Regions from separate parts of the Mus musculus genome. Here regions 1, 3, 4, 5, 6 and 7 are each linked to region 2. Evidence: chromatin contacts called from public promoter capture Hi-C data. All regions are on one chromosome and are shown on one strand. Each heading gives the region's core, a stretch centred on a gene start, on an enhancer-like site or on the middle of the called end of the contact. The rest is flanking DNA. Distances are from core to core; before and after follow the strand shown. Region 1 holds the start of Igflr1 (IGF-like family receptor 1). Region 2 holds the start of Irgq (immunity-related GTPase family, Q). Region 3 holds the start of Syne4 (spectrin repeat containing, nuclear envelope family member 4). Region 4 holds the start of Snrpd2 (small nuclear ribonucleoprotein D2). Region 5 holds the start of Exoc3l2 (exocyst complex component 3-like 2). Region 6 holds the start of Tmem147 (transmembrane protein 147). Region 7 holds the start of Trappc6a (trafficking protein particle complex 6A).

The links. Promoter capture Hi-C pulls out the DNA fragments that hold promoters and counts their contacts.
Region 1: a contact with region 2 is called in a promoter capture Hi-C map of pre-B cells. The contact joins the promoter of Igflr1 here to the promoter of Irgq in region 2. A contact is called at or near these places in 4 of 39 promoter capture datasets (cranial neural crest, maxillary cranial neural crest, pre-B cells and 1 more).
Region 3: a promoter capture Hi-C map of cranial neural crest shows a contact between it and region 2. The contact joins the promoter of Syne4 here to the promoter of Irgq in region 2. A contact is called at or near these places in 1 of 39 promoter capture datasets (cranial neural crest) and 1 of 484 Hi-C or Micro-C datasets (B cells).
Region 4: a promoter capture Hi-C map of pre-B cells shows a contact between it and region 2, with 5 times the contacts expected there. The contact joins the promoter of Snrpd2 here to the promoter of Irgq in region 2. A contact is called at or near these places in 3 of 39 promoter capture datasets (the HPC-7 cell line, cranial neural crest and pre-B cells).
Region 5: a promoter capture Hi-C map of cranial neural crest shows a contact between it and region 2. The contact joins the promoter of Exoc3l2 here to the promoter of Irgq in region 2. A contact is called at or near these places in 1 of 39 promoter capture datasets (cranial neural crest) and 1 of 484 Hi-C or Micro-C datasets (B cells).
Region 6: a contact with region 2 is called in a promoter capture Hi-C map of cranial neural crest. The contact joins the promoter of Tmem147 here to the promoter of Irgq in region 2. A contact is called at or near these places in 2 of 39 promoter capture datasets (cranial neural crest and frontonasal cranial neural crest).
Region 7: a contact with region 2 is called in a promoter capture Hi-C map of cranial neural crest. The contact joins the promoter of Trappc6a here to the promoter of Irgq in region 2. A contact is called at or near these places in 1 of 39 promoter capture datasets (cranial neural crest) and 1 of 484 Hi-C or Micro-C datasets (embryonic stem cells).

Annotation. Positions count from the first base shown.
Region 1 is chr7:30,563,745-30,566,771 of GRCm38.p6, reverse strand. It overlaps Igflr1 (IGF-like family receptor 1), which reads right to left and starts at 1,345. Exons shown (of 5, transcript NM_145580.2): 1 at 1,306-1,345; 2 at 391-608; 3 at 1-23. The coding sequence starts at 556. U2af1l4 (U2 small nuclear RNA auxiliary factor 1-like 4) reads right to left here. Exons shown (of 8, transcript NM_170760.3): 3 at 2,776-2,842; 4 at 2,641-2,690; 5 at 2,471-2,569; 6 at 2,165-2,298; 7 at 1,974-2,069; 8 at 1,408-1,677. The coding sequence ends at 1,593.
Region 2 is chr7:24,529,305-24,532,030 of GRCm38.p6, reverse strand. It overlaps Irgq (immunity-related GTPase family, Q), which reads right to left and starts at 1,383. Exons shown (of 3, transcript NM_153134.3): 1 at 1,127-1,383; 2 at 116-647. The coding sequence starts at 645.
Region 3 is chr7:30,313,121-30,316,102 of GRCm38.p6, reverse strand. Syne4 (spectrin repeat containing, nuclear envelope family member 4) reads right to left here and starts at 1,287. Exons shown (of 8, transcript NM_153577.2): 1 at 1,017-1,287; 2 at 703-841. The coding sequence starts at 1,144. It overlaps Alkbh6 (alkB homolog 6), which reads right to left. Exons shown (of 7, transcript NM_198027.3): 7 at 1,800-2,184. The coding sequence ends at 1,921.
Region 4 is chr7:19,148,438-19,151,289 of GRCm38.p6, reverse strand. It overlaps Snrpd2 (small nuclear ribonucleoprotein D2), which reads right to left and starts at 1,452. Exons shown (of 3, transcript NM_026943.1): 1 at 1,396-1,452; 2 at 1-72. The coding sequence starts at 1,397. It overlaps Qpctl (glutaminyl-peptide cyclotransferase-like), which reads left to right and starts at 2,094. Exons shown (of 7, transcript NM_026111.3): 1 at 2,094-2,314; 2 at 2,771-2,852. The coding sequence starts at 2,105.
Region 5 is chr7:19,461,904-19,464,603 of GRCm38.p6, reverse strand. It overlaps Exoc3l2 (exocyst complex component 3-like 2), which reads right to left and starts at 1,317. Exons shown (of 12, transcript NM_001370800.1): 1 at 1,251-1,317.
Region 6 is chr7:30,728,009-30,730,783 of GRCm38.p6, reverse strand. Tmem147 (transmembrane protein 147) reads left to right here and starts at 1,250. Exons shown (of 7, transcript NM_027215.2): 1 at 1,250-1,440; 2 at 1,513-1,582; 3 at 2,068-2,127; 4 at 2,216-2,352; 5 at 2,495-2,579; 6 at 2,676-2,775. The coding sequence starts at 1,364. Gapdhs (glyceraldehyde-3-phosphate dehydrogenase, spermatogenic) reads left to right here. Exons shown (of 11, transcript NM_008085.2): 10 at 352-449; 11 at 825-1,005. The coding sequence ends at 897.
Region 7 is chr7:19,507,067-19,510,180 of GRCm38.p6, reverse strand. It overlaps Trappc6a (trafficking protein particle complex 6A), which reads right to left and starts at 1,511. Exons shown (of 6, transcript NM_025960.4): 1 at 1,349-1,511. The coding sequence starts at 1,432. Bloc1s3 (biogenesis of lysosomal organelles complex-1, subunit 3) reads left to right here and starts at 1,811. Exons shown (of 2, transcript NM_177692.4): 1 at 1,811-1,876; 2 at 2,571-3,114. The coding sequence starts at 2,580.

The DNA.
Region 1 (3,027 bases), core at 96-2,595, 6.0 Mb before region 2:
GCAGTTTTCCGTGAACTCGTGATCTAGTAGGAGACAATGGAGCATAGGCTCTCCCACTAATCCCACTAGACCATCCCTTTTCAAACCCCCATGAGGACCCTACCCCTTCCCCCATCACTCTACCAAGCCCTGCCCTCACTATAAATAAAGCCTACCTAAGTCCATTCTCCCCATGTCCTCCACTCAGAGGTAAAGTTTGCTCTTGGTGTCCCCATTGTAACTGGTCTTTTCTGCACAAGCTTAACCTGTGTCCACCCCCACAGCCTTACCTGCCTAAGACCCAGCACACCTACTCCCCAAAGAAGCCTACTGCAAGGCCGGCAACAACCTTGCCACTTGCTAGCGTCCCTGTTCTCTACACCATCTAGTGCACACCCAGTCACTGCTCACCAGGACATGCAGGAGGCCCAAAGCGTTGCAGGCAGCGGCTGCAGCACCTCTTGTCAGAGTTCCAGTACTCAAGGTGGCCACAGAAGCTAGAGGCTTCCATTGACGCAGCCCGGGTCAGGAGCAGCACTGCCACCGCCACTGTCCAGAGAAGCCAGCTGGGCCCCATCTCAGCAGAGCCTGCAGCTTGAGGGCTGTGACCACTTCCACCCACACTGTTTCTGCAGCACATTCCAGGAAGTCCAAGGCAGAAGAAAGCGGTGGATGTGGGGGTCACAGACTTCCAGAACCTCTTTGGGAGCTGGCGTGTCTCATACCCAACTCCAAGCCCACAAGGCGTATAAAGAACTTGATGTGGATCACCAGATTATTTGTAACCTTACATACCTGCCTTCTCATTTTCATCTCTAAGATGGGGTAATAGAACTTGTCTCACTGGGTGAAGGCGGTGTGTGTGTGTGTGAGAGAGAGAGATAATAAATCTACTTAAAAGATCACAATAGGCGTAGTGTGTACACTTCAATCTCAGCACTTCAAGTACAGGCAGGAGCATCTCTTGGAAACCTGAGGCCAACATGGGCTACATAACAAGTACCAGGCCACCCAGAGCGAGTGAAACTCTGCTTCAGAAACAAAACAAACAAGCCAGACACCACAGTACCTAGCAGAGAGTAAACTTAGTTCAAAGTTTTATAAGTGTTAGGAATTATGTAGTGCCTTCATTTCGGGGTGGTATGGTGGGTTTCAATTACCAGGCCTAACCTACTGTAAACTCTCACCAGTACCTAAGCACCTCTCCTTTTCTAACTTCCATCTCTGTTTGGAATCCTCTGGCCTGTCACAAACAGGCACCTGTCCCTAAAAGGCACCTAGAATGGATAATCTGAGGTTACAGGTATTAAAGCAGCCCCGACTTACCAGTGCAGACCCAGACCCCAAGCTGGCTCCAAGTTCCTCTGCTGAGACTGTGGTTGGCTTACACCCTTTCTTAGGTGTGGGGGTGGAAGGAAACCACAGACCTTGATTGACAAACTTCTTAACCTTTATTGGAGGAGGGACAGGAGGAGGAGGTTCCTGTGTCGAACAGATTATATTATGAAGCTCCGAAGCCTGGGGATGCTGGGACTGGAGAGTGAAGGGCACTTTGAAAAGGGACGCTGGACAGGAACATCTATGCCCTTGGGTGGAGAGCAAGGGCACCCGTCTCAGAAGCGACCATGCCGGTGGTCTGGGGAACGACGTCGGTTCCTTTCTCGGGGACGGTGACCTGTGTGGGACCTTGGAGGTGACCTAAGAATTAGGAAGAGGAGTGGACAGAGATGGGTAGGAATAGTTAAGAGTGGTCAAGATTTTTCCAGGCCTGTCTCTTAGGGACAGGTGGCTGGTAATGTCATCTGAGGATTGGTACTCAGGGACAGGTACCCAAGCTGGGGGTGGATATGGGGTTTACACTGTTTGGGACACTAAGACTAAGGTACTTCTACCCAGGCAAGGCTCAAAACTCTATTTAAAGCACAAGAGCCCACAAGTTAGCATCAGGTTCATCCTAGGGTACAGGAGAACACAGCACCCTGGGTCTGAGGTACCTATGCCTGGGTCCTCGCCCATAGAGCTGCCGGCGCAAGTTCCGAGATATGGGCCGTAGGTGCATAAAGTTGCAGAAGCCACCTCGGGTGCATTCCCTAAAGACAGAGAAGGCCACCATCACTAAGAACTCCCTATCAAACACTCAAGCTTCTGGGACTCTGATGCCCAACCTACTTTTACACTACCTTACCCCATCTCATACTGCCGGCAGCAGGACTCTCGGAAGTCAGTGACAGGAGACAGCTCGGCATGCACAGCCTGCCCGTTGAACCAGCGGTTATTGAGTTCCGCTACAGCCCGCTCTGCATCCTCCTCCCGCCGGAACTGAGGGGAAAGTGGGTGACCATGGGCTGTGGAATTCAAGATCTTCAGGGGACTAGTCAGCTCTGAGGCTGGACTCAACTTATCGATAGTCCTCAGGTTGGGAGGTTTCAGTGGTGGCCATAGGCACTGAAATGTTTCCACTTCTGGGTTCTAAGCAGGGGGCAACAGGCACCTTAACGTAGACATTGCCCACGAGGTGGTCCCCGAGGTTGTCACACACATTCATCTCTTCAATCTCTCCATACTTCTCCTGCAGTTCTGTGAATACCTCCTGCAGAAGATGGGGAGAAGCTCAGCTAAGGTCTGGCACACAGGAAACCCAGTTACCCTGGCAACCCTCACCTCAAAGAAGTTATCATAGTGTTCTTGCACCTCCACGTCGCTCACGTGACCTGGAGGAGGGATGGAGGGTGAAATGAGGGCGTAAACTGCTGGGGCTGTCTGCCCAGTCCCTGAACTATCTAGCCTTTTACTCACAGTGTGATCCATCTGCAGTTTGGGCTGTGTTCTGTGGATTCCGGTACAAGTTGAGCAGGACTATGGTCTGAACAAAATTTAAAAGAGACCTGAGCTCAGACAGAAAGCAGGGCTGCATACAGTGTGAGTATGAAGTTGGGGAGAGAGAGATGTGAGCCAGTAGAGTCAGAGACGCCAAAACTACCTAGCCAGCCAGGGGGCGTGGCCGGTGTTCATGGGAGGCGGGGTCCAGTCCCGGGGAAGAAGGGTCTG
Region 2 (2,726 bases), core at 134-2,633:
GCAGCCAAGAAAAGCTTGCGTCTAACACTCTAGGAACAGGGCTCGAGAACTTTAAAGACCTCCGTAGCTGAGTTGGATCTAAGGCCACCCCATCCAGCCCGAACTGTCCCCTCACCTCTGCAGCGCCTCCGCCTGGGTCCGCAGCACCACCTGCAGGCGCTCTAGCTCCTCGCAGCGGTCACTGCTGCTGCAATCCGCCGGCGGCACAAAGAGAGGCGCAGCTCCTAACCCAGCACTGTTCAACAAGGCTGCAGTCTCATCCCGGGCTTTAGCTGCATTCTGGGAATCTCCAGGGCGCAGATTCCGGACAGCCAGCAGCGGGGTTCCTCTAGCCAGGGCGGCTCGCGCTGCCTCTCCCAGAGCTGGGGTCAAGGGCTCCTCGCTCCCCTCAGATCCTGGTAGCACCAATACCAGCAAGTTGGCCTCCGCCGCCCAGGGCCCGGGAGCTGCGGGTGGGCAACTCAGCTCACCCAGGAAGAGGCCCGGAGCCGCAGCTCTCAGGCTGGGGACTCCAGAGTCCTGCCGTCCATCGGGAATCTCTACCGTGTCCACATTCTTACCGCATAACGCGGCGATCAGGGCGGACTTTCCCGAGCCGGGAGGCCCCAGGAATAAGGCAGTCACGTCACCCTGAGGCAGAGGCATTGCTGGAAAGCAAGAGGCGGGGAAAGAAATTGGTCAGGGAGCACGTAAGACTTTTTGTTTGCTTCTTTTCTAAGACAGCGTCTCGCTGTGTAGCCCTGGCTGGCCTGAACTCATTACGTAGACCAGGCTGGCCTGACATTCAAGAGATCGATCCTCTCCCCTCTGTCTCCCAGAGTGCTGAGATTAAAGGCGTCGCACTCCCCCACACCAATCAACACCCTCTCCTAACTGATTCACTGTAGATCCAGGCTTCAGTCCTCCAGCCTGTCCTCTACTTCCATTCTCCAGTGTCACGCTGCAGGACCTAGAAACTCAACCCCCAGGGCCTATTCCTGGGAGAGCCAGGTATATGCCCATTCTCCACACGAATGCATTTCTCTATTTAAAAAAGAAGAAACAGAAGAAGGAAAACAAAAACCCTCAAAAACCTGACTGCCAAACTCGAGAATGGTCTTTCCCCTCCCCATTCCAAATCACCAACCGATCAGAGAGGTGACACGCCTGGAGAGCACAGAGGCCCAGCCCCTTAAGACGAGCTGACGGAGGCTGAAGGGGCAGGAGTGTCCGGATTTAGAAACATCCGGACTCCTTCAGGTGGCTCTATACTGACGTCATTCCTTCCAAGACCGGTGTGTCTTGGAGTGCCACTGCGGAGAGGAAGAATTTTTGGCAGCTCCTTCTTTCTAGCTAAGGCTGTTTGGGCAAAGGCACAATAAAACCCATGCGCGTGCGCAGAAAGTTTTGGGGCGGTGCCCCACCAAGACCAGCAACCAATACGCCTGCGCAGTACGTGCAGGGTTTGTACGGCAAAGGGGGACAGGAAGCGATGAGCCCACGCAGTAAGCTTAGCGTTGTACGGAGCACACAACCAACGTCATCATCACGCACCCCTGTACAGAAAAGGACCTCTCCACTTGCCCTTGCGAAGACTTGCCTGCCGTGACTATATTAGTGCCGGACTGCAACCTTGAACCTGACTCGGGGACAATGGTGGTGCAACAGATCACTGGAGTCTGGAGACTAGGAAAAACTATCCCGCTCTCGTCCGGTGGCAGAGCTGTGGCGACCAACTGTCAGGCGCAGCTAAGGGACAGTCTTCGGGGAGGAAAGCAAGAGGCGTCCGTGACCATCAAGAACTAAGAGCAGAAGGCAGTGCATGGGAGCAGCGTGATCCAGAAATGAACTAGTGAACGCGGGCGGCGGTGACTACGGTGAAACAGTAATCAATGTCAGAGAAGGATGTCTCCTGGGAGAAGGCGGGCTCAAGTGTGAGCACCACTGCTTGTGCGGGGGTTATGGTTGACACGTGAGAAACTAGGATGGGGCTGGTAAGAAAGACCAAGAGTTCCACCTTCGAGGGAATTCGGTTTCGTGAAGATGAGGACACAGGGGCTTGAAGACCGAGGTGTCACAAACCCGAGGAGTCTCCCATGTGAGACTGCTGAAGCTTTTCTAGTGAGAGTGTCATTAGAGTTCAGTGAGTGTCAAAAAATAGAGCGAGGCCCACTAAGGTTGGTGGCAGCCACGCCCCCCCCCTCTCTCTTTCATATCAGAACATCGCCCTGAAGACACTGTAGAGGGCAAGCGTCTCCCAAGGAATGGAGTCCAGACAGCCCAGGAGACGACCTCTTTGAGTACTGCCAGAAAGAGGGGTTGGGTGCAGGAGTGACAGACACTAAAGGGACCTCCATATCTCGACGCCCCGCCCTGCTACAGGTGGCCGCAGTGACTACCTGCCAGGAATGACCTCCTCTCATGATCAAAATTATTTCCCTTGATTTGGGCACACAAACAGAAGCAGGACGACATTTAGAGGAATAAAGGGCTGCCAGGCGAAGATTGGGTTGTGGGGTGTGACTGGCAATATCATTACCTGGAATGAGTCCCCAGGGTTCTTGTCCCACTTTCCCCCTAGACTTTCAATATGACTATGCTTCAGTTTCCCGTAGCAAACGTGTGCAACACGGGCTATGGTGGTAGCACACCTTTAATCCCCGAATTTAGGAGGTAGAGGCAGGCCGTTCACTGAGTTTGAAGCCAGCCTGCTCTATAGAGAAAGTTCCAGGACATCCAGGGCTACA
Region 3 (2,982 bases), core at 38-2,537, 5.8 Mb before region 2:
TCCCACTTGGCAGCCCTTTACACCAAGGCTGAAGACATCTAATTTAAGATTTCCAGGTTCCCGAGCCTTCTAGAAAGGTCTTTATATGGGTCTAAACTAGGAAGGATAATGGAGCAGAGTACCCCCAAAAGGAATGGGGTTATTAATAAAATTCTCATTTCCTACTTGGTAAAACGTGGAAATATGTCCAGCTTGGAGATGATAAAATGTAACTCCAGTTCTCTGAGGCAAGAGAACTGAAAGTTCAAGGGCAGCCTGAGCTACACAGTGAAAGCATATCTCAAATAAGGAGGTCGGGGGAACCGGGGAGATGGCTCAGTTGATAAAATGTTTGCTGTACAAGCAAGTGCTCAAAGAACCAAGCATGTGGCACCGGCTGGTCAGTGACTGGAGGCAGATTCGTGGCGCTCACTCACCAGCCACCCTAGCCAGGTTCAATGGGAGACTCTGTCACATAGTGGAAAGTGACTGAGAGACACTGGCACCGGCACGCATGATGTGCCTGTATCCCTGCTCACACTTAGGCACACAGAGTAAATACACAAAACGATTAAAAATAAGTGAAATACTGATTGGCAACCAGATGTCCTTACGGTGTCCCTTCCTCCACAGCACCCCCCAGAATCATATCATCTGAGCAAGGGGCAGATTCCGGGGGACAGACAGGAAGTGGGACTGGAACAGAGGGTGTGCTCAGCTCACCTCACAGGGCTTGCCCCCGTCTTGATGCTCATGGGAAGAGGCCAGGGGGAGTCTTGAGGGGCTGGTGGCAGACTCAGTGCTCTTCAGTTCACCCATGCAATGCTCAGGCAGGCCCAAGGAGGCCTGGACCTGCTCTGGCCTAGAGAGGAGAAAGGTTGATGGGCCACCTGTGAGGCACAGTGTCTCCTTTTCCACCTCACCATATGCCCACTTTTCTCCATGTCCTTCTTCAGTCAGTCACACATGGCCCTTCCCACAGACCCCTCCCTCCCTCCCTCCCTCCTTCGGAACCACTATCAAGCCCCAGTCCCCACCTGCTTGTCTCTTCCTCAGGTGCAGGGCAGATGGTCCCTCCGACAACATCCAGCTCTCTAGGAGCTGCCAGGGGACAATTCACAGGCTCTGGCGGGAATTCACGGCCAAGAGGTGGAACCAGGGCCATGGCCGTGCACTTGGGGATCGTCAGGTGAGGATGTCCAGTAACAGCAGCCGCTTTCTTAGACAGTCCAGACCCCCATGCTTTCTCAGCAGGACTCACAGCCTAAGTCCGAGGCTACTGAGGGGCCCAGGGGCCAGCCTAGCTCCACCCCTTCCTGGAAGAACCTGGACTAGAGAAATCTGATGCCTGGCTGAGGTGCGGAGGCATTTAACTCCTTCCTCCCCAGCAGGAGAACCTAAACCTTCCAATACCACCCGCTCGCCATCGTGGGGCTTTGAGAGAAAACGTCACCCATCTCAAGACCTTGGATCCTGTCACCTTCAGGGACACCTGTGTCTCAGGGCCCGTCCCATTCATTTAAAGTCTCAGGTATAAGGATACTGAAAAAAAGTCCCAGCACCTGGCAGCTAAAGCCTGTCACCTCAGGCAAGCTGGTCTCAAGTTCAAGGCCAGCCTAGGCAACTTATGGAAGCCCTATTGCAAAACTAAAAAATAATGCAATTGTTGCCTGGGTTGTAGTTTAGTGGTACAGCATTTGTCTAGCATCCAAGAAGCCCTAGGTTCTATCTCCAGTATTGAAGGGGGAGGGGGGGGCAGAGAGAAAGAAACTGAAGTATCTCTTCCCATCTAGTTAAAAAAAAAAAAATCCAAAACGAGTAAAGGTATTTTCTGTTTATTTGGAATGGTGTCTTCTCCATGGTTTCCATAGTTACTGGGGAAATAAATAACCCTGGACAGCTACCTCTGCCCTAGGGTTCCAAGGTCTTAGAACCTGGTGGTCACTTGCTCAGCAGGAGGCTGGCGCGCAGCACACGGGGCACGCGGCGAATGGTCAGTGAGACACGGGTGCCGCGCACCAGGTGGGCTCCGGGCAGCGCTGACTTGCAAGCGGTGGCATTGGGTGGCAGCGAGGTGGCGTCCAGCTCATCCACACGGGTAGCTGAGATGCCGTGGAGCAGGCGTGTGTAAGCTGTGCCCCGGAGCACCAGCAGGCTCCGTGGTTCCACCAGCAGCGAGGTGATGGGCCGTTGAGGAGGCCTGGGCTGCGGGAATCAGTTGATAATGGTAAATGGATATCCAGAGTTTGGGAGTGTGTGAAAAGTCAGCGGGCATCCGTAGCTGGTCAGGGGACAAGGGTCAGCAGGCCCTCAGGAGTGGTAATCTATAGGTTCTGGGGACAAGACTATTGGCCCGCCGTGTGTGTGTGTGTGTGTGTGTGTGTGTGTGTGTGTGTGTGTCCAGTTCTTTGGGAGGAGACAGGGCCTATGCTGCATTTTAAGACATAAAGGGCTACTACATTGTGGGAGCTTCAGCTGGCATCTGAGGGGCTGGGACAGACATGGGCAGTCCTAGGGATACTTACGCAGAGCTAATCTGGGGGTGCACTGCTGGGGTCAGGCTCTAATACAGAGGTTAAAGGGAATGGCCTATCCCGGGACTCTGGCTGTTAGGGAGGCTTTACTCAGGAATGGTATTACAGCAAGCCTGCCTGGGTAGAAGAGATGGAAAAGACGGAACTTTAGGGAGTGGAGCTAACATCTGGCCAGGGTGTTCGGAGAGTTGGAGGAAGACTCTATGAACACTGGGGTATCAAGAATGCATGACTTAAGAGCTAGCAGTCAGAGATAAGGGTGTCCCCAAAAGAGCCGTGTGAGGTTAAGGGGAATCTAGAGGTGATAGAGCATATGACTAGAGTTTCAGGACGCTGGTATTAAGGTGCCCTGTACAGTCTAGGAGGACACAGGGGCACACATGAGTGAATGACACAGTGGGATATCTTGAGGATGTCAAGAATATGCATTGGAGCCAGGCACGGGGGCACACGCTTACAACGCTGGCAC
Region 4 (2,852 bases), core at 203-2,702, 5.4 Mb after region 2:
TTGAATTCCTCCTCCTCCCGCTTCTGCAGCTCCTCTGGGGTCATCTCACTCTTGGGTTTATTGAGGAGACTCCTGGATAGAGAACCCAGGGGTGAGATGGGTTCAAGTTGGAAATGTACGTGATCAAAGCCACACTGTCCAGTGTCTCCCCAGCCCCCTTTCTGGTGCAGTCTTTTCTGGAGGCAGGAGAGACATTTCCATGGTAGCCTGCCCCGGCTCATCTACCTAACCTCTTCCACCCACCGCTGACCTTGAATTCTCAATTCTCCTGACTCCACTGCCTAAGGTCTGAGATGACAGAGGCTCACCATCATGCCTGGCAGTTGATTCTTCTTTCAAACCTTACTCTATCCTTATATCTTGTCATCTGCCACCATGGTACATCCAAACCTTGGCCCTTTCTATCCGCAACCTAAACTTCAATCATCTCTCTCCATGAACCTCCGCCCCACCCCACAACATCTCACTGTAGAAGCCTGGCTGCCCCAGAACTCAGACTTGTCTCTGCCTCCTGAGTATTGGGAGTACAGGCACGTGCCACTATGTCTAGTTTGTGTGTGGTTAAGGACCAAACCCAGTACCCACAGTAGGTAAGTACTCTGTCCACTGAGCTAAATCTGCATCCCAAGAACTGGGCTTTCAATGCATCCTACTGTGCTACCTACTGGCATTATATCTTTCCTGCTCAATTCTCCATCCAAACCTGATTATCTAAGGTGTATGTACCTATTTATTACTCTATGGCTTTCCTACTCCACTCTTTTTACAAGCACCAGGGAGATTCCCCCACCCCCTTGGAGGCAAGGACCTTTTATTTACCATGTGTCTTAACTTACAAGCAGTCTACATAGTATATGCTCAATGAATAAACACGCACCAAACCACTGTAGTACCCTGCTACTCTGACAGTCTCTAGTTAGGTTCTCTAATTTATCCTGGTTACGTCCCATACTTTTCACTATTTCTAACAGTTCTTCCTTCCCCGCCAAGCTCTTTATTCATAAGACCACTTCCATTTAAAATTACTATTACTTTTGGAAGCGGTCTCGCTATGAAGCTGGCCAAGGCCAACTAGCGAACCTCCTGCATCAGCCTCTCGAGGCCTGGGATTCCAGGCATGTGCCATCAGACTCAGCTTTCCCTTTATGGTTCCTTTCCACAAGACTCAGGACCTCGGAGAGTCTCATGCCCGTTATGGAATAAAGCTGTCCCCTCTCCGGAACTCAAGATCCGAGCGAGGCCCCAAGCCCGATCTCAAATACCCCAGAAGGAAAAACATTACTTTTGCCCGAGGAACTCTACCCTCAGCTATAAAAACACCCCATTTCGACCGTTATTCAGCTAAACTGTCCACCTCCATCTCCACGGCCCCGCCAAAGCCCAGCCCGGCCTCACATGGTGTAGGTTTCGCTCGCAGATCACTCCCGCCTCCAAGCGCGTTGCTCCAGCCTTTGGCGTACAGGGCGAGAAGGGCGGGACTTCCGTCTCCTGCGGCTCACTTCCGTCGGCGCCTGCGCAACCAAATACCAGCGGCTGTGGGCGTGGCCTGTTACCATAGCGACCCTTCAGGCTGCACTCTCCTGTAGAAAATGCCTATAAGGAGGATTTGAAGCTTCTGAGGATCACAATAGGGTGTCTGCTCATGAGGAAAATAATACGGGGTCTGACTAGAATTATTTTCCCGTCAAACCGTCCAGTTGGAAGATGGAAAACACAACCCCATTTCCAAATACCCTCGGACACTTTTCTTGAGGGCATGGCTTCAGGTAAACCAATCGGCTCCTTGTTTTAGGGATGGATGCCGCCCCTTTTTTCCTTGAACGACAGTTTCTTGATCGACTTCCGTGAGGGGCGTGACCCCGCGCCTTGGAAGGTTTCGCACATTCGGACGCAGCCCATTGACTGGTCCTCTTCCGTGGAGGCGGGCCTTAAGGTTTCCGCCCTCCTTTTTGGGTGGGGCGGCGCTTAGGACAGCCAATCGCAATCGTCTCAGGGAAGGACGCAGTTACTCTGCTTCTTTATTGGGTTTTGTAACCTCAGCGAGGCGGATCTTGGCCTAAAACTCAAACCACCATACCGGGATTGGTTTCAGAGCAAAGCTACCATGAGTCCCGGGAGCCGCGGGCGGCCCCGGCAGCGGCTCGAGGATCGTGGCCTCATGAAACCACCCTCACTTTCCAAGCGCCGTCTTCTGCCGCGAGTGCAGTTCCTGCCCCTGCTGCTGCTGGCGCTGGCTATGGGCTTGGCTTTCTATATCGTCTGGAACAGCTGGCACCCTGGGGTTGAGGAGATGTCACGGAGCCGGGATCTGCGGGTGAGCCCTGGCTGGTGCCCAGCCAGCGTCATTTCCCTCTTTCCCTTCGTATTGAGTCTCAGGTTACCGTGGTCTTATCATTTGGCTTTTGCCGCCTGTGCCATTTATCCATGACTTGAGCGCGTGCCCCTACCCAACAAAATAAGGCTTCAGGCTTGTTTTGTGATAGACCCCACTGAAGATGACGAGTCCTCATAGCAACACTGGTAGAACTGAGTTCTATGCCCAAGCCATCTATTTAGAAATTTCCATCACCCGATTGCAATTTCCTCGTTAGGACTGCGGTAGGCTGGACCAGATTTGCTTTGAAGATTTCTCCCAGTCTAGGAAATCTTTGATGCTGGAGATTTGCATTACCAGGAAGAGCCAGGACTCCTAGTAGGCAACGGCGCCCAGGATAAGGTGGGAATGGGGTTGTTTTCATTTTTCTTTTTCCCATCCCATTTCCCAACCAAGGTCCCGCTGATCGGAAGCCTTTCAGAAGCCAAGCTGCGGCTGGTGGTAGGGCAGCTGGATCCGCAGCGTCTCTGGGGAACTT
Region 5 (2,700 bases), core at 68-2,567, 5.1 Mb after region 2:
GAGTCACGTGAGATCAAAACATCAAAAGCCAAGGCAGGGGACGAGGCTCAGTTGGTAGAGTACTTGTCTGGCTTGCAAGAAACCCTGGCTTCCCACCCCAGCAGCCATGCAGGGCTGCAATCCACACACTGGGGAGAGGGAGGGCAGGACCAGAGCGTCAGTATAGTCTTTGGGTATATAGAAATTTGACACCAGACTGAGCAACGTGAGACTCTGTGGGAATTTTGTTTTCTTAGTTTTTCTAGACAGAGTTTCTCTTGTAACCTTCAGTGTTCTGGAACTCACTCTGTAGACCAGGCTAGCCCTGAACTCACAGATCCACTCACCTCTGCCTCTTGAGAGCTGGGATTAAAGTGTGCACCACCACTGCCTAGCTGAAAAATTATTAAAAAAAAAAAAAGTCCTAAGGTCCATGTTCGAAAACTGATCCTTTTAGGTTACACATCCTTGAGCCTGACTCTGACATCAGCATCACCAGCCGGGGCAGCCTTCATATCCTATCCTAGCCTCTCTTGATCACTCTCTCTCTCTCTCTTTATTTTAATTAATTAATTAATTTTGTATGTGGGCACACAAGCCATGGTCGGTATGTGGGGTTCAGATGTGAACTTGCAATCGTCGGTCCTCTCTGCCTTGTGGGTCACAGTGACTGGATCCAGCTCTTCAGGGCAGCAAGCATCTACCTGCTGAGCCATCTTGATAGCCCTTCCTTTCTATTTAATTAATTAATTAATTAGTTAATTAATTAATTAATGGAGACAGAGTCTCAATCCCTAATCCAAGCTTGTTCAAACCGGCCAGCCTCCTGCCTCAGCCTCCGCTCCTTAGTGCTGGCCCTGCAGGTGTGAGGAGCCTGTGTGTGTGTGTGTGTGTGTGTGTGTGTGTGTGTGTGTGTGTGTGTGTGTGTGGCTTTCTGGTAGCTGCAACCCTCCTCACTGGAGGCAGCCAGGCACTGGCTGCCCACCCCACGGGGGTGTCCCCATCCAGTGTCAGAGTGTCAGAGTGCATTAGACCTAACATCCCCATCTCCCTCAGCCAGGAGTGGACCCCATCTCTACAAGTCCTTCCTACCTCTCTGGATCCCAGAGCCCCAGTCCCTGCCGCCGCCGCTTCACCGCAGCACTCACCAAACCCAGCCTTCAGCCTGCATCTGCTCACCCAGCCCTCCTGCCTCCAGAGTTCTGGGTTCTGATGAGGTGTCCCATCTTTGGAAGAAGTTGGGGGCATGCTTTCTTCACCCCGACACTCACCTTCTGTCTGTGCCTGTCCTTCTGTCCCCTCTTGCTGTCCAGTCCCCAGACTACTTGGGCCAGGACTGCTGAGAGCTTGGATCTAGGGGGGGGGGGGTTGGAGGAGGACAATTTCCTGTCAGGAAGCCCCTCCCTCTCTGGGGCCAGGGGCTGGAAGGCCCCATTATCTGTCTGCCCTTCTAGGCCAGGCTGTGGTTGGGCCCTGCTGTGACAAGGGCCACAGACCCCTCTCCCCGCCCTTACCCCCCCTCCCAGCTTTGCCGGAATCCGCCCGCCCTCCTGCCTGCTTTTCACGCCTCCCAAGGTAACAACATCATCCTGTGTGCCCAGGGGAGACACCCTGAGCTGGACAGGGGCCCACAGCTGAGCTCTGGAGTAATGGAGGTGTGGATAGGGTCTCAAGGGAGCATGTGTTCCTCTTGTATCCTCTGCTGGGGGACAGGATTCAAAGGAAACTCCACTGGTCCCAGAGGCTGGATTGAGGACCCAGTGGGGTAGCCCTGTCATGGCTTTTAAAATGTAGCTCTCGGCCAGTGGGGCGGTGGTGGCTCATGCCTTTAATCCCAGCACTGGGGAAGCTGAGGTAGGTGGCATCTCTGAGGCCAGCCTGGTCTACAGAATGAATTCCAGAACAGCCAGTGACTCATAGCAAGATTCTATCACTCCTCTGCCTCTGTCCCCCACTGTGGGCCAGTCTCCCAGGGACCTAGCTGTATTGTATCATAACCACAGAGCACCTTCCATCAGATGATAGACTCAACTGCACGTGCATGCTCTCCTTTTTTCTCCTTTTGAGACGGGGCCTCATTATGTAGCCCAGGCTGGCCTAGAACTCACAAAGATCCTGCCTCCCAAGTGCTGGGATTGAAGGCTTAGGCCACCTTGCCTGACTCTTCTTTGCATGTATGTGTTGGGGGTGCCGGGGAATTGAACTCAGGGCCCTGTGCACGATGGTCATGTGCTCTGCCATGATACTACTTCCCAGTCAATCCTTTACAGATTCCCCAACCCGCCCACTCCAATGAAGGTGCAGCAGATCTGACTTTTTTTTAAGTGTATTATTTATTTATTTATGTTTGTGAGTGACTACAAGTATTGCGTGCATGCAGTGCCCAAGCCCACTAGAAGGAGACAGATCCCCTGGAACTGGAGTTGGGTGGTTGTCCACTGCCCCGTGGTTGCTGAGAATTGAACCCTGGTCCACTGCAGAAGCAGCCAGTGCTCCTAACCACTGCTCAGTTCCGTTCTCCAGCTTCACATTCATACTTTTATGCCTTTCGGTTTAATGGATCTTTATGCACTCCCAGGGTTGCAGCAGAAAGTGCTAACATCCGATTCCAGAACATCTCGGTCTCCTTGAAGCGAACTCATGGGCTACAGCAGTGTCCCCCCACCCCCACCCCCCCACCCCCCCCCACCCCCCCGCTTCTCCTTTCCAAAGTCCCAGGAA
Region 6 (2,775 bases), core at 1-2,500, 6.2 Mb before region 2:
GATGTAAGGTAGCTTGACAACTAACTAATCTAGCTAGTCATCTTGTTCCAAGGAGCCTCAGTCTGGAGCTGGACTGCTGGGCCTATAAGTGTCCATCAACCGCCCAGCCTCTATATGGATTCTGCGGATCCAAACACAGAAAGCTCACGCTTATGTGACAAGCACTTTTATCCACTGAGCTCCCCTGCTGTGTCCCTGAGACAAAGGTTCCACCTGCCTTGATCACATTCTGTCACCAACACAAAAGGTCTCTGTCCAGTATACCAGATGAGTGACTGACAATGTGGTTTGAGAGTCTGGGTTCCTGGAGATCTTTGCTCGACTACATTTATCTTTGAAATTGTCACGCAGGTGGTCTCCACGGACTTTAACGGCAATCCCCATTCTTCCATCTTTGATGCTAAGGCTGGAATTGCCCTCAATGACAACTTCGTGAAGCTTGTTGCCTGGTAAAGGGGAAAGATGCCAGAGGATAGTGGGGGAGGCTGACAAGAGGGCGAGCGCGCGAGTGCGTACACGTACACACACACACACACACACACACACACACACACACACACACACACACGCCTGGTAAAGGGGAAAGATGCCAGAGGATAGTGGGGGAGGCTGACAAGAGGGCGAGCGCGCGAGTGCGTACACGTACACACACACACACACACACACACACACACACACACACACACACACACACACACACGCCTGGTAAAGGGGATAGATGCCAGAGGATAGTGGGGGAGGCTGACAAGAGGGCGAGCGCGCGAGTGCGTACACGTATACACACACACACACACACACTGACGCCTCCTTCCTCGCCTCCTCAGGTACGACAACGAATATGGCTACAGTAACCGAGTGGTCGACCTCCTCCGCTACATGTTTAGCCGAGAGAAGTAACACAAAAGGCCCCTCCTTGCTCCCCTGCGCACCTCGCGTTCCTGACTTCGGCTTCCACTCAAAGGCGCCGCCACCGGGTCAACAATGAAATAAAAACGAGAATGCGCACAGCTTTGCCCTCTTGTCTCTGCGCCGATCACCTTGCGTTCAGGGCGGGGTTCAAAGTTCTCGGATGAGCGAGAAGAGGTGGCGCTTGGCTCCGAGCCGAGTGGGAGAGGGAAAGCGCTGTCTGAACACAAGGTCTTCAACGGTGTAAGCAAGGCTCTGGAAGTCCCTGCAACACAGCCGGAGCTGGGCGCTCTGACGTCACTGCACGCGACGTACCAGGCCGGACTACAGTTCCCATAAGGCCGCGCGCGGGCCACGGCAAAGCAGGTGGGCGCCAGGCCCCGGTGCCGGCGAGGCCGACTAGAGGAGACGCTGCGCCTGGCGAGTCCCGCATTTGCGGGACCGGGCGGCTGGCGTCATGACCCTGTTCCACTTCGGGAACTGCTTCGCCCTCGCCTACTTTCCCTATTTCATCACGTACAAATGCAGCGGCCTGTGAGTGCAGGGCGGGCGCGGGGTGGAGAGGGTGCGGGACCCGGGCCGACCCCTCACCGCCGGCTTCTTCAGGTCTGAATACAACGCCTTCTGGAAATGCGTCCAGGCCGGGGTCACCTACCTCTTTGTGCAGCTATGCAAGGTGAGGGACTCCCGGACTCCACGTGTCTGGCCTCCAGGCATTCCAGATCTCAGGGGCCTGACTCTGCAGCTGTCACCTTCCATAGGACCACCCTCGAGACAACGCTTAGGGACTATGCCCGAATACCTTAGAAGGGATGCAAGGCCAGAAAGGCCCTGATGCAACTTTTTCTTACAACTGTTGTAAAATGAGAAAACCTCTTAGTGCGATATTTCACCCACAGGGTGTCGCAGGGTGCTGCCTAGGCATTTTTAGACATCAGATTCCCCCGTGAACTTCTAGACTTTTAGAAACCAGGCCACTTGCCCTCTATCTCCCAAGATCACGTGATCTTGCCACTTACACCTAGAATGACCCCTAGAACCCAGCGTCATATCCTCTACTTGCACACTTACTTTCCACAGTATCCACATAGTTTTTTGTTTGTTTGTTTCGGTTTTTAATCTCCCTCACCTTCCAGTGACCTTTCTACTTTCTGATCTCAGATGTTGTTCTTGGCCACTTTCTTCCCCACCTGGGAAGGTGGCATCTATGACTTCATTGGGGTAAGTTGAACAAGGGAAGGGCAAGGAAGAGTGCAGGAGTCGGTTCACCTGGTCCCCGTGTTTACTCGAGCCTCTACCTGACCCACAGGAATTCATGAAGGCCAGTGTGGATGTGGCAGACCTGATAGGCCTAAACCTTGTCATGTCTCGGAATGCAGGCAAGGGGGAGTACAAGATTATGGTTGCTGCCCTGGGCTGGGCCACTGCTGAACTCATTATGTCCCGGTGTGTGGAGCAAACTGGAGCCCAGACTTCCGGGAATGGACAGCTGGGTCCCACAGGGGTGCTGAGGGGAGGTGATCAGAGGCTGGGTGCTGGGGGTGGGGGAGTCTGGGTACTAGAGACTGCCTCCTTTTGCCTTCCTCAGATGCATCCCCCTCTGGGTGGGAGCCCGAGGCATTGAATTTGACTGGAAATATATCCAGATGAGCATTGACTCCAACATCAGTCTGGTATGCAGTCTAGCCCTAGCCTACCTTTATGTTGTTAGCCATACTTCTCCCAAAAACTTGGCTCCAACTTCCCAGTCCCTTCCTGCCTCCCTGCAGGTCCACTACATCGTTGCATCAGCTCAGGTCTGGATGATAACACGCTATGACCTGTACCACACCTTCCGGCCTGCTGTTCTCCTCCTGATGTTCCTTAGTG
Region 7 (3,114 bases), core at 262-2,761, 5.0 Mb after region 2:
CTCTGTATAGCCCTGGCTGTCCTGGAATTCACTCTATAGACTAGGCTGGCCTCAAACTCAAAAATCCGCCTGCCTCTGCCTCCCAAGTGCTGGGATTAAAGGCGTGCGCCACCACTGATGCAGCACTCTGGGATGCAGAGGCTGACTGTACCACACTGGAGGCGCAATGTGCAAACCAGACACGGGAGGGCCCATAATCCTAGTACTTTTCAGGCAGAGGCAGGAGGATCACCAGAAGCCAGCTTGGGTCATACAGTGAAAACCTGCTTCAAGAGTCGGGTTGGCGTAGGGATACTCAGGGAAGAAAAGAGAGAGCAGAGCAGTCTCTGCAGCAGGTCTTGAACTCCCACACAGTCATGGAAGTTCAAACTGCCATGTAGCCTATAAAATCAGGGAGGCAGCCGGGCGTGGTGGCACACGCCTTTAATCCCAGCACTTGGGAGGCAGAGGCAGGTGAATTTCTGAGTTGAGGCTAGCCTGGTCTACAGAGTGAGTTCCAGGACAGCCAGGGCTACACAGAGAAACCCTGTTTCGAACCCCCCCACCCCCACCCTCCCAAAAAATCAGGGAGGCTCCTGAGACCTGATGATCGGGCCACACTCCCACTAACTCTATTACCTCAGCTGTAGGGCCCCCAGTACGGACACAGTCGGTGGCAGCAGTTAGGAGCTACGAGGAGAGCCCTGGGCAAGCTCATATCTGTGCAGGCTCACAGAAAGCTATTTTAATCTCTTTATTAGAGTCAAGGTGACACAGAGCAGAGAGGAAGCAGGCTCCCTCCTTCCCAGAGCATGTGCCTCTGCACAAAGCAGCTTCTTCATGACCTCCCTAGGATGAGAAGGAAGACAATGGGAGGTGGATGGGAGTATGACACACAGGAAGGCACAAAGGAACACATAAGTGGTGGTAACTATTATTGATTACAATATTTCAGTGATCCCAGCGCCACCTTCCACATTACCGGGTGGGGTCTTTACTCATTACAGGGGCAAATCCATACTAAAAAACTCACTGTGTGCTGGGGTGTAGCGCGATCAGCACGCACTTTATCCAGCACACAGGCAGAGGGGACAGATGAGACCGGGTATGGTTGAGGGTGCATTTTCTAAGGAGGAAACGGAAGGATAGGAAGATTAAAGATGTTGAGTTGCATACTAAGTGGGTGGTGAGGCGAGCCCTCATCTGAGCCCAATAACAGCCAATTACCCTAATTATCAACGGCGCCCCAGGACGAGGCCTAGAACTGAGCGCCTTGACCCAAGTCATCTCGCTCCGCCTCAGCAATGACCTGCCATAAGGCTCGATCACACCCCACTTCTCCACCCCGAGGCCACGGCGTGCCGCTCACCCCCGAGCCTGGGTCCGGGTCCGGGGCCCACAGCTCCGCCACCATCTCGGTGTGCAGAAACTCGAATAGCACCGCGTCCGCCATACGCCGCCTCGCGACCCTCACGCCTGGCCAACGCTTCCGGCTCCCATTGGTCAGCTCGGGAGGTAGGCCCGATCTGATTGGTGATCCTATTTAGCTCCGCCTGCTTCTTGAAAGCCAGGAGGCGGGTCCACCGAGCCCCTTCCTTGGCCGCGCTGTTAACATCTTCCGCCCTTTCTTCGCTTCCCTCCCTGCTCCCGAGTCTTCGGACATCCAATTGGCTGAGTCTCTGATTCCTGTGAGGGTCCAAGATTAAAAAAAATAAATTTACGCGTCAAACGGAATTTTCCTAAATACATAAGCAAATAAATAAATAAACCCACACTACGGAAGCGACTTGTCTAACCGCTTTCCTATTGGCCATAACTCGGCTCACGTGACGCTGCGAGAGACCGGCTCACTTCCGCCAGGCAGCGGACCCCTTGGGCTCGGAGCCTCGGAGACCCGGTATGGCCTTCCTTCCGGGACTCTGGTGTCGGTGGCTCTTGTTAAGGGTCCCCTCGGGCGGCTGTCCTTTCTGTTTGCCCTGGTGCCTATTGCGGCCAAGTGCTCGCTGGCCAGGAGGACAGTGGAGGGTGTGGCCTGTGCTGGTGGGACTCTGGGAACTCTTGGTTACAAAGCTTTTAAAACTTACTTTATTATTGTCAGTATTATTTTGAGACAAGTTCTCACTATGTATGTAATGTTGGATGGCCTGGCACTATTGAGGATCAGGCTGATCTCGAACTCACAGAGATCTTCCTGCCTCTCCTCCGGTGCTGGGAATTAAAGTCATTATTATTATTTTATATTAGTTAATGTATATATACGCGTGCGTCTCTAGCACGCGTGTAGAGCTCAGAGGACAACTGTACGGGCCTCAGTTCGCTTCTTCCACCATGTGGGTCCCTGGGTTCGAACTCTTGGCGTCAGGTTTGATTGCAAGTGCCTTTTCCCAGCTGAGCCATCTCGTGTGACCTAGTTCTAAGGCTTTGCCTGGACGGTCCTTGATGTCCCCGGTGTGCACACAAATGATACAGAGGTGCACAATTCCAACCCATGTGTACACGAGGAAACTGAGGCCCAAGTCAGGACTCGCTGGGGATGGCGGTGAAGGGGCTGGGACTCGGGACCTCACGTCCGCTCAATTCCTCTTCTCCAGCTCCGTGCCATGGAGTCATCCCAGGGTCGGCGGAGAAGGCCGGGGACAGTGGTACCTGGGGAAGCTGCGGAGACCGACTCGGAGCTGTCTGCATCCTCGTCCGAGGAGGAACTATACCTGGGTCCCTCGGGCCCTACGCGCGGCCGTCCCACGGGGCTGCGTGTGGCCGGGGAGGCGGCGGAGACCGACTCGGAGCCTGAGCCCGAGCCCACGGTTGTGCCGGTCGACCTGCCCCCGCTCGTGGTGCAGCGCGATCCGGCGGAGACTTGGGGCACGGAGGAGACCCCTGCCATGGCGCCTGCGCGCTCGCTGCTGCAGCTCCGGTTGGCTGAGAGCCAGACGCGCCTGGACCACGACGTAGCGGCTGCGGTGAGCGGCGTGTACCGCCGTGCGGGTCGCGATGTGGCCGCCCTGGCGGGGAGGCTGGCGGCTGCTCAGGCCACCGGGCTGGCAGCCGCCCACAGCGTGCGCCTGGCGCGCGGGGACCTCTGCGCGCTCGCCGAGCGCCTGGATATCGTGGCTGGCTGTCGCTTGCTGCCGGACA